Regions from separate parts of the Mus musculus genome. Here all the other regions are linked to region 2. A link is a contact called in public promoter capture Hi-C data. All regions are on one chromosome and are shown on one strand. The core of a region is the stretch at or near the end of the contact, and the rest is flanking DNA. Distances in the headings are between cores, read along the strand shown. Region 1 holds the start of Jup (junction plakoglobin). Region 2 holds the start of Zfp385c (zinc finger protein 385C). Region 3 overlaps Atp6v0a1 (ATPase, H+ transporting, lysosomal V0 subunit A1). Region 4 holds the start of Plekhh3 (pleckstrin homology domain containing, family H (with MyTH4 domain) member 3).

Evidence for each region. Promoter capture Hi-C pulls out the DNA fragments that hold promoters and counts their contacts.
Region 1: a promoter capture Hi-C map of liver shows a contact between it and region 2. The contact joins the promoter of Jup here to the promoter of Zfp385c in region 2. A contact is called at or near these places in 21 of 39 promoter capture datasets (the 3T3-L1 cell line, 3T3-L1-derived adipocytes, the C10 cell line and 13 more), 2 of 15 datasets of contacts at CTCF or cohesin (large pre-B cells and pro-B cells), 5 of 115 datasets of contacts at active chromatin or transcription factors (embryonic stem cells, large pre-B cells and stem cell-derived neural progenitor cells) and 1 of 9 other capture datasets (adipose tissue).
Region 3: a promoter capture Hi-C map of liver shows a contact between it and region 2. The contact joins the enhancer-like site here to the promoter of Zfp385c in region 2. A contact is called at or near these places in 13 of 39 promoter capture datasets (the 3T3-L1 cell line, the C10 cell line, the HPC-7 cell line and 8 more) and 1 of 9 other capture datasets (liver).
Region 4: a contact with region 2 is called in a promoter capture Hi-C map of the SN4741 cell line, with 2.6 times the contacts expected there. The contact joins the promoter of Plekhh3 here to the promoter of Zfp385c in region 2. A contact is called at or near these places in 4 of 39 promoter capture datasets (the 3T3-L1 cell line, the SN4741 cell line, cranial neural crest and 1 more), 1 of 115 datasets of contacts at active chromatin or transcription factors (embryonic stem cells) and 1 of 9 other capture datasets (liver).

Annotation. Positions count from the first base shown.
Region 1 is chr11:100,396,418-100,399,117 of GRCm38.p6, forward strand. Jup (junction plakoglobin) reads right to left here and starts at 1,373. Exons shown (of 14, transcript NM_010593.2): 1 at 1,219-1,373. Gm12348 (predicted gene 12348) reads left to right here and starts at 1,699. Exons shown (of 4, transcript NR_132425.1): 1 at 1,699-1,720.
Region 2 is chr11:100,691,107-100,693,806 of GRCm38.p6, forward strand. It overlaps Zfp385c (zinc finger protein 385C), which reads right to left and starts at 1,360. Exons shown (of 9, transcript NM_001373887.1): 1 at 1,295-1,360. All of the region lies in intron 4 of Gm38483 (a long non-coding RNA gene), which reads left to right.
Region 3 is chr11:101,033,626-101,036,325 of GRCm38.p6, forward strand. Atp6v0a1 (ATPase, H+ transporting, lysosomal V0 subunit A1) reads left to right here. Exons shown (of 22, transcript NM_016920.4): 10 at 276-488. Among named protein-coding and RNA genes, the nearest start is that of Mir6928, 4.6 kb to the left of the region's middle. Within about 2 kb of position 1,441, at least 16 of the 459 cell types and tissues checked have an H3K27ac peak or open chromatin away from gene starts, as enhancers often do. A contact at or near this core is called in liver, where this site is marked.
Region 4 is chr11:101,170,096-101,172,795 of GRCm38.p6, forward strand. It overlaps Plekhh3 (pleckstrin homology domain containing, family H (with MyTH4 domain) member 3), which reads right to left and starts at 1,277. Exons shown (of 13, transcript NM_001346769.1): 1 at 630-1,277. The coding sequence starts at 791.

The sequences.
Region 1 (2,700 bases), core at 123-2,622, 290 kb before region 2:
GGGAGGACAGATACTTAGCAGGCCTCATATAAGGGGGTGTGATGGTCTCCGGAGGAGGGGGAAGGAAGAAGACACTTCCCCTTTCAGCAACGCCCCCACCCCACCCCCATTGGTCCCTACCTCAGGCCTTAGGGGCCTGGCAAACAGGATGGAGTTGGGGGCAGGGAGAACAGGGTCAAAGCGCACACACTGGCTACGTTCAGCTTGGAGCTGACTGGGGGAAGGGGTTTTCCTCCAAGAAGTACCACCAAGCCTAGAATCAGCTCTCAACAAGGAGACTAGAAAAATCCTAGAAAAGGCTCCCATGGTTACTTTCTCCTGGAAAGTTTGTTTGGAGTGATTTCTCAACAAGAATGGGTTGCAGAAATCAAAAGATATTGCTGTTTCCCTATCAACACTCTGGAAACCACAGCTACTAAAAACTGGGCGAGTGCTTCTTAAATTTTCTCTACCGGCCCAGACTCCAGGCCAAGCCACCAGTGTCAGACATCGGTAGGGCACTCAGCCCAGACCCTTCACCAGTTCCCCAGTCACCCTATCCCACCTCCGTAGGAGAAGGCATTGACCGGCGTACACTAGAGCGGAGGGAGGCGCCACAGGTCCAGCTCGGAGCTGCAGGGCAGGGCCTCCGTCTTCCAAGCGCTCACCTGCTCTGCTCAGCAGGTGGGAATTGCGTCCCTGGGAAAATGTGCACTCGGCCCCCACAGTTTGGAAAGCTGGGCGCAGACAATAGGGCCCCACCCAGGCCTGGGGGAGTAGGGAGGGAGGGAGAGAAAGCGAGGATGACGCGTGGGGTGCGGTGAGGGTGGCCCCAAAGAGACTAGGCAGCAAGTTTCCCAAACGGTAAATTCCTGTCACCGTGAGCTCCGGGACCAGGCGGAGCGGGTCAAAGTCTGCTCGGTCAGCTCCAGGGGAGAGTCAGGGACGCCGTGTTAGGCGAGCTCTGGGGCCCTGGGGGAGGCGCGAACTCCGAGGCACCTGCCCTAGTTCCTCCCCACCCTTCTCAGACCTGCGGTTCACCGAGCCTGGAGGGGCGCTCCAACCCAGATTGCTTGTCCCAAGGGTCCCGCGCCCCGGACCCCAGCGCGCCCCCTGTCGCTGGTGTAGGATGCGCTCCCTGACACCCGCCCTCACCTGCCCTGAAACCGCTGGAACCAGCCTCCCGGCCGCTTGCTGTCCCTACTCTCCCACAGTGATTCGTACCCCGATCGGGTGTACCTGAGCGTGGAGCCGGGCTGAGCCGAATCGGGGTCGGGTCTGGCCGGGAGGGAGCCGGCGCGGGCAGCGAACTGAGCTCGGCGCACTCGGGCGGCGGCTGCTCCGGACTCTGGCCAAGGCAGCAACTCAGTAACCGAACAAAAGGCAAAGGGACCTGACAGCCAAGCCACACCTCTCGCCCCCTCGAAGCTCCGCCCCCTAGGGAGACTCCCACCCTCTGAGGCTATCTCACTGGCTGCCCAGCCTGACTATCCCATCGAGGGGCGGAGCCTCGCGCCGGGACCTCTACCACGGCCGCCTCTGTTTATGCGCTCACCATTGGCCCCAGGGACTGCCACTCGACTCTGGGGTGGACGCCAACTTGAGGTCTCATCCTCACTCTGCATCTATTGGCAAATAGAAAGTTTCTTCTTTATGATTGGACAGAGGGCTGTCAGTAAGACTAAGGAAAAAGCCAATGGATCAGGTGGGGCGTGACTTGCCCCACCCTAGCCCTGAGCAGGTAAGACTCATTATTCTCCCCTTCCCCCCCTACCTGTCCAACAGGTGAGTCAGGGGGAGGCATGGGAAAGGACTGACGCCTTCACTAGCCAGCCAACTCAGCGTCAGGCTTATTCATTCTTGCCTCAACGTAGTAATAAGATGTTTGTAAAGCATTTCATAGGCTTTGTGCTGGGTTGGGATTTTCTCCCCCCTACAAAAGATGGAGTGTTCCCTGATCCCTTCTGTTTAGAATTAGCAGGCCTGGGTTTGGGTTCTCCCCTTAATCTTTGTATGACCTTAGGCTAGTTAGTGTACCTTTCACCCTGTATCTCTTCTGTAAAGTGGGTTCATTAGCTTTATCTATCTTAGGTTGGAGAGATTAAATGAAATAAGCTTTGTAGTAGCACTTAAACAGCTGAGGAATGTCAGTATTTAAACTGTCTCAGTTCGAGACAGTTCTTAAAAAGTGCTGGAGCAGCCAGGCAGTGGTGGCACTCGAGGAGGCAGAGGCAGGCAGATCTCTGTGAGTTAAGAGGCCAGCCTGGTCTTCAAAGTGGGATCGAAATGATCCATGTTAAAAGAATATTTTTAATGGGCTTGTGTGGTGCCTCAGTTGTGCAGATGTGACCACCCGAGTCTGATACCTCATGGAGGGAGACAACAGCCAAGTCTCACAGGTTGTCCTCTGTCCTCTGATCTCCCGCCTTGGCACAAGTGCCACACACATAAAAGTAAATAAAATGTAATGCGATTTTAAAACTACGCTCCAAAGAGATCACAAGACTAGGAAATATGGTACACTCTAAACTCCGACACCTTCTTTCTTTTTTTTTTTTTTTTGTTTTTGTTTTTGTTTTTGTTTTTCCAGACAGAGTTTCTCTGTATAGCCCTGGCTATCCTGGAACTCACTTTGTAGACCAGGCTGGCCTCGAACCCAGAAATCCACCTGCCTCTGCCTCCCGAGTGCTGGGATTAAAGGCGTGCGCCACCACGCCTGGG
Region 2 (2,700 bases), core at 110-2,609:
AGAGGTCGAGGACTCAGTGCTAACCCACCCCAAGGTCTCTTGCCCTACAGCTCACTGCCTCCCAGCAAGAAGCTATCCCAGAAGCAGAAAGGATGGTAGGAAATGAGCAAGGGCCAATGAGATGGCTTCGATAAAGACGCTTGCTGCCAGGCCTGAGGATCTGAGTTCAATTCCCCAGTATCCATATACATGGTGGACCTCGAGAGTTGTCTCTAGCAAGTTGTCCTCCAACCTCCACCCACATGCCATGGCATGTAGATCTCTCTCTCTCTCTCTCTCTCTCTCTCTCTCTCTCACACACACACACACACACACACTTGAACATAACACACACACACACACACACACACACACACACACACACACTTGAACATAATACACGAGGAAGAATTTCCTGACAATGATGGTGTGTGTGGGAGGAGATCGTGGAATGCTGGATCTAGACAGTCATGAAAAACATGAAAAAAATCCCCTGCCCTAATCGTCTCTTCAGTCTGTCCAAAGGTTGGGGATGATCTCTGGAAGGTTCCTGGAGTCTTGACTGGGACTAGGTAGCACCCTCCCTCCCTCTGTTCCACACCCCGGGGGTCTTTACTTAAGTGGCTCACAAGGTCCCAAATTGCCTCTCTTTTCTGACTCAGGAATCTTGGCATCACAGCTGAGTTATCTCAGATCAGGTCTCCCAGAAAACCCTCCCTGGAGTTCTGGGAGGCAGAGTCTCATCCTAAAGCCCAAATCCCACATAAGAGGGCACAGTCATCCCAGGCCTGCCTTCATTCTCAGGGTCTGACTCTAAGACACTAGGCAGGATGGACCTGCTGATCCTGGGCCCTCTGGATTCTGGCATTTCCTCATTCCCCACCTCCTCTCGCCATCTATAGCCAAGTGCAAATGATGCAGATGACCCAGGGACACCAGAAAACCCAAGTCCCACGCTGATAGGCAACAGCTGTCACTCACTTGCTCCCAGAACAGAAACCCTTCGGTTCACTCCATTACTCCGAACTGCGAATATATTGCCCTGGGACACACAAAGGGTACTTGGGGTGACGAAGTTCACCTGCTGCCCTTCGGAACATTGTAGTGTCTGCTGCCCGTTGCTGCTTTCCGCAGCCCTTGGACTCTGGCATTATCCCGTAGAGCCAGCGGCTCCCTCCAACTTCCTTAGAGTTTTATCGCACCCGCCTACCGAGCCTAGTTGTCTCTGGGTGTCCCCTAGGTTTGAGACGGGCAGGAGACAGAAGGCTCTGCCTTGTCTTTCCGAGCTGACCTCGAGATCCTCAGAGTGTCTTACCTGCAGGAAAGAGATGCAGCCGGCGGTGGCCACCTGCTCTCGCCTGGTTTGCAGCGCAAAAGCTCTGGGCTCGCGGGCCGGGGCTGGCGGGCTGGGGGCGGGGACGAGCTGGGAGGGGCGGGGTCTCCAGTCCCACCCCAGTCCTGAAGGTGAGGAGTCGGTAAGCATTTTGAGGTTGTTGAGTATAGAGCAGAGAAACAGGGCCACTGGGAGTTCCGGTTTCTTTTCTTTTATCTCTTCCTTTCCCTTCTCTCCCCGTCTCATTTGAAATAGGGTCTTATGTAGCCCAGGACTACCTTGAGCTCTTGGTCCTCTAGCCTCCACCCTCTAAATGCTAGGATTACATACATGCATGTACCACCAATCATGCTTGCTCACGTATGTGTGGGCTCTCTCTTTCCTCCCTTCTTTTTCTTTCTTTCTCCCTTCCTTCCTTCCTTTTGTCATCATCATTGTCATGTTTCTCCTCCCCCACTGCCTCTTCCTCCTCATTTGTTTTTCCCAAGGCTAGGAAGGCTGCACTCAGGCCACATTTGAATTCAACTAGCACCAGTTTTTCTTCAGCTTCCTAAGTGCCAGGAGCACTGGCAACGAACCTACACTTGACTCTCGGAGGGTTAGAAAACCTGAGTCCTCCTGACCTTATACAATTCTATCTGACAGCCTGGTCCAGATGTTCACAAGCCTGGCTCCGCCAGAAGACCCCCCACCCCCCAGCCCAAAGCAGCAACAAGAACAGATTTGCCTGAGTCTCCCTCCCCTCAGTCTGAGGGTCTCACAAAATTGAAGATGGGTGGAGACACCCTTACCCCACCCCCTCCCTAACTCCTGCCTAAAGGTCAGCAATATAAAGACCCAGTGATTAGAGAGACATTAGGCATCCATCTTTTTCCTCTCTCCTGGCAACACAGGGCCCTCCTCCAAACCCCAAACCCCCCTGGCAGGTCCCTCAGCTGTCACTGTTTAGCACTGGAATGACAGGCGTCCAGACTCCGTGAGTCCAGCCACATTCAAGGCCACTGAGCTTAGCACTCTGCCCCCGCCCCCTCCTCCATCAGTCGCTAATTTTATTGACCTGTAAAAGGCACGTTCCTGGCTGGTGGTTGGGGGGGGATGACTCCTGAAGGGACCAAGGACACTCTGAGAAAGAGTTACCCTAGTTAAGATGGCTGCCCAAAAGAGTGGCTGTGAATTTTTAGCTTTAGCCAGAAAAGACTGGGAGAAGAGAGAATCAATTCTTTTCTATGCACTTTGAGGCAGGGCAAGAATGAAGCAGAAGAGATACAGGTTGGATAACAGGAAGAACTGTCATCCTTCTGTGGAATCTGCCCTAACCCTTCCATCCCTCCCCCCCCCCAAAGGTGGCTTGTGCCTGCTGGGCCTCTTACTACAGAAATAGCCCTTTC
Region 3 (2,700 bases), core at 191-2,690, 340 kb after region 2:
CCAGAACTCAAATTTTACCACAATTCCGTGGTAGCATGCTTTCATAGCATGTACAAGGCCCCAGGCTCCATCCCTAGCCCGGTGAGAACTCACATTTCTTGCAGTTTGACCCCCCCCCACCATCCTAAACCTACAGAACCCCAAATAATACCCCTTGCTAGGGGAAGGATAAGGTTGTTTCCTGGCGATCCTTTCTAGAAAGCAATGCCAGTTTGCATTACGATGGAAGACTTGTGTTGGAAGATCCCCTCCCCTTCTCCTCCCTCCCGCACAAGGTTCTGAATCAGACGGAGGACCACCGCCAGAGGGTTCTGCAGGCAGCTGCTAAGAACATCCGCGTCTGGTTCATCAAGGTGCGGAAGATGAAGGCTATCTACCATACCCTGAACCTGTGCAATATAGACGTGACCCAGAAGTGCCTGATCGCAGAAGTCTGGTGCCCTGTCACTGACCTGGACTCCATCCAGTTTGCACTACGAAGAGGCACGGTGAGTCTCCAGCTAGCAGAGAACCCAGCGAGCCTCCTACCTCTCAATTTCATTTTTATGACAGTTTCGCCTTGAGAGTCCTTTAATGTCGTCTTCTACCCTGAGAGTATGCAGGACTGGTCTTTTCCAGAGCGGAAACTGCAGCTCAATGCTGTGAAGGGATTTGGTCATGGCTGTGATTCCTCAGGACAGACCGTCCTGGAACATTAGCTTCCTGGCTCGCTCTCTCTGTTGACTGCTCCTTCTTGGTAGTTACAGCAGCCTGCTTTCTAAGACACTGACCTCAGTAAGCCAGGGAGGGTGTGTACATGCACATGTATGTATATATGCACATATATATGTGTGTAGGGCAAGGTTCTTGCCCTTCCTACGGCTGCAGCCCTTTAATACAGTTTCTCACGTTGTCATGATCCTCAATCATAAAACTATTTTCATTGCTACTTCATAACTGTAATTTTGCTACTGTATTGAGTGGTAATATAAATATCCAATATGCAGGATATCTGATATAAGACCCCTGGAAAAGGGTGGTTCAAAGCCCAAAAGAAGTCTTGACCCACAGGTTGTAGAGGGAGGGTGGACTTGTTTCTAACTTACGTGACTAGAAAAGGCATCAGGAAAAGGTGGAGTTTGATATAACAAGGGGTGTAGCTCAACAGCAGAGCATTGGGTTGGCATGTGTGAGGCCCTGGGCTTGGTCCCCAGAGCTGAAAACAAATGAGTAAACATCGAAAGGGTGACGTGTGATCACGAGCCGGATGGCACAGTGGGGACATACTCAGGAAACCGTATGGACAGGGCAGGGGAGGCAGCTGAGCTGGGAGATTGTGTGTCTTACAAGTACAAAGCCCTGGTATTTTTGTTTGTATGTTTTGCTCTTCAAGACAGGGTTTCCCAGTGTAGCCTCTGCTGTCTTGGCACTCATCCTGTAGACAAAGCTGGCCTTGAACTCAGAGCTCCACCCACCTCTGCCTCCTGAACACTGCCAGTCCTTGCTAGCTGAAGCCCTAGTTTAGTCTCCAGTGCTGCATAAGCCAGGATGGTGGCATATCCTTGTAATTCCAGTACTTGGGAAATAACAGCAAGGGGGATCAGGAGGTCAGGTCCTCCTTGGCTATCTAGTAAGTTTGGGACCAGTCTGGGCTACACGAGACCTTGTCTTAACAAACAAAACCTCCCCAAACAAGAGGGAAATCGCTGCAGATAGCAGCCTGAAATACAGTGCTGTAGTTCGTGCACCATGTTAGGCGAGAGCAGGGTTTCTAATGGTTTATCTGGAAGAGCAGCAGCTAAAAGTGCGTCCAGTAGATTGAATGCAGTTATGAGTGACTTTTCAAAGGTCACAAGATTTATAACTCACTCTGGGAGGTTAGAGCGGCTGTGAGTTATGTAGCTGTGATCAAAGCAGATTCAAAAGCATGACCAGCAGACCATGAAGAGCCAAGAAATCCTGAGGGTTGGTGGCCAGTCACAAGGCTACTGTGAACATAGAGTTGTCATTGATGAGGGATGTGGGCAGGACTTGACAAAACCTGATGGATTTGTGAGACATTCTCAAGGGAAAAATGAATACATTATCTATCTATCTATCTATCTATCTATCTATCTATCTATCTATCTATCCATACATACATACATACATACATACATACATACATACATCTATTTTAAAGTACAGTAACAAGATTAAAAATGGTTCTTAGGCACCAAAGTTGTGTGTCCCAGGCAATTAAAGTTCATAGGAGTCAGAGCCCAGCAGGAGGACCTTCTTAAGGGAAGGATAGCCGGTTGAGCTGCAGTCACACCAAGGCCCTGAATAGAAATCTGTGAGAAAATATCAAGCAGACAGTAGGGCTAAACTAAAGAGATCGGAGTGTTAGCAAGTGTGGAGGCACCTCGGGGGACCTCAGAGGTGACCCTGAAGAGAGGAGTCCCCAGAGCCCTGCAGTGTTGCTGGGTGGGTAGAGAAAGAGCTGGTGTGTGGTCAGTGGCTTCATGAGCATCTTAGCTGAACCCCAGGCCTTCAGGAAGGAAGAGTAGGTGGGGAGCAGGGCAGAGAGTGTGGTCTGCTTTCTCTGGTCTCGAACTCTCAAATTCAAGGGCTCCTTCCCCCTCAGCCTCCTGGGTATACCACTGCCTGGCTTACATTTTTTTTCCACCATAACGATGTACTTTCTAAGAATTCATTAAAGCTCACTTTTTATTTTTTATT
Region 4 (2,700 bases), core at 27-2,526, 480 kb after region 2:
AATTTTCAGCCACCAAGTCACCCTCACCCATTCCCTCTGGTTTCCCAGGAACCTCACCAGAGAAGGCAGAGAGTTCTGTCTTAAGTGGCGGAATAATGAGAAGTCCTCAAAGGGCCATCGTCCCGAGCCTTTTCTTTGTGGGGTCCCTGATGCAGACCCCAATTCTAGGATGTCTTTTTGCCCTCGCCCAGGATACTGCGGTGGGAGCTCCCGCATCTGGCCCCAGTGCTCTTGAACTGAGAGCAGAGCGAACCCAGGCGTTCCAGCCGCCCAGCCGGCCTCGCCACATTCCTTGGCTCTGGCGGAGGCGGAAGGAGACGGGATGGGACGCGGGCCCGGCAGGGAAGGGAGAGGCAGGGCCAGGTTGGGCCACGCGTGACGCCTCCTCTGCCTCAGGGCCCCCAGCAGGTGGACAGCGCCTTGTGTGCAGCGCGAAGCCCACAGGCGCATCCCTAGTAGGGCTACTTGCCCCTGGAGCTCCCGGGGCTCTGGCCCTCAGACAAGAATCTCCCCCACATTTGCAGTTGGCCAAGAGGACTGCGTTTGGCCCAAGTATGGAGCAGGCTCAGGCGTGACGGCCGGTTGTAGTGAGAAAGATTGAACTCGGTTCTAAATCCCTGTAGACTTACCCTCCCGCCGCCCGCTGGACTCGGGGTCCTTAGCTCAAAGGTCTCGTCGTCCTCGTCTTCGTCCCCGTCCCCGCTAAGCTCGCCGTCCCCGTAGTCCCGGTGCAGAAGAGTGAAGCCTCGACGGCAGCAGAGAAGCCACCACAATCCCCCGGGGAGAGGCATCCGGGCGAGCAGCCTGGGAATGGGGGCGCAGGCAGTGTTGCCTGAGCAGCAGGGAATCTGAGAAACTGGAGGTACTCCGACCCGAACTGGGTAGAGAAGAGGTGTGACGAGAGGAAAGAAGGGGGCCGGAAGGAGGCAGTGTCCAGCGCTGAGGTGCAAAAGGACTATCACCAGAGCCCGCTGGGGGCTCGCTGTCTGGGCCCGGGCAGAGGAGGGGGGAGATAGCGTCCAGGGCCGGGGGAAGGGAGCCGGGAGCAATGTCCGGAGCTGGGAAGTAGTGTTCGTTGTAGTGTCCAGCTCTGTAGGAGCAGTGTCTGGTGCAGCAATCGTGGTGGGCGGTTGTCCAAGCTCCAAGGAGGGTGGTGTCCGGTAGGGCGTCCGGTGGCCGGGGCCCGGGCGGCGCGCGCTGCGCTCCCTGCAGCCCCGGGACTGGCGCGTTGGGGGCGCGGGCAGAGTTCCCAGACCCCGCCTCCCTCTCTGCCCCCCCTCCTTCCCTCCGCCTTCCCTGTTCTTTTTCTCCTCCCTTCTTCACAGGGTAGGGTCTACGTTGCGTCACAGCCTCCTCTGCCCAATCATTGTTCCTGGCGCCGGTCAGGGAGACCAATCCCAAGCTTGAAACCGCGGCGGGTTGCATCATGTGTCTCTGGCTGAGTGACAGTAGGGAGGGGCGGGGGGGGGGGGGACTGGGGAGGGAGCTTCTGAGGTCGGACACGGGGTGTCTGTGGCGTCACGTAGGACCGCCTTCGTGCTCTTGTTTTAACTCTTGGCTCACCAAGCAGCAAATTAAAAAACCCTTTTCGAAGGTCTGGAAAAGGAAGGGCATAAAGCTGGAAGGAAGCTAGGCTATTGACCTGTGATTACCTGTCACATCTTGGAATCCCTACAAAGAGCCTTACTACCTTCAAGGCATTCCACACCTGCGTGTGAGAGAGTTAGCTAGCTGCAAAGGCAGCTCCATCCTTGGAGTTAAAAGGGTCCAGATTTAGATCTTAGCCACCTCCACTTTTGAGATGAAAAAGCTGAGAAAGGAACTCCTGGAAGCCTCAGACAAAGATCTGAAATAAAAGTGAATTTACAGGGCATTGAACTGGAATGGGGAGAGTGGTTTGGCATGCTCGGGGATTCTGTGGTTTAAGAAAATCAATAGATCAGAGGCCTCTCAGGGCGACTATGCTGCATTTCTGAACAAGAAGGGGTTAACAAGGGCGCTAAAGAATACAGGGCGGGGTTCGCGCTACAGCTTAGACAGTGGGAGCGCGCACATACTCGAGCGCGTTGCTGACTCAGCGGCGATTCCCGCGGTTACGGGCGGAGGGTTCCAGGTCCGCTCCGGTGGGTAGTGTGCGCCTCTTGGAGGATCTGCGCAGTTTTCGAGCTTCTCCTCGTTTCTGACTCCAAGAGGCCAAATTTTTAAGTCTTTTACACCGCCAGAGGCTCTAGGACACACGACTAGCCGGGCTGGGCTAGGCTAGGCTGGACGAAGTGCAGACTTCAGGCCAACGCCTCCCTAGGGACGCCACGCCCTTTTTGCCCCTAGACTCCAGGCTGGAGCGGTGGTCTGACTTTGCTGACCGAATTCTAAACTGGGAAGAACTGTCTCATTGGAGCACAATCCTGGCAGTTGTGCAAAGCAAGGACCAGAAATCAATGCACCATCTCTAGAAGCCATCCTTATGGTACTTCCAGATTGAAGTGGTGTATGCTGAGATTTCTGAGGGCCAGACCACAACTATAACCTCCCTTCCTCTTCAAGATCCTAGACACTTGCCTGCTGGAGAGTTCTGTCTGATATCTAACCTCCCCTTTCCTGGCAAGCTATGCTCATTTCCTTTGGCTTGATCCCCGAGGGGAAATAATCAGAGTGGGCAAGCGCCCCACACTCTGAGCTCAGGCCCAGTAACACCTCTCG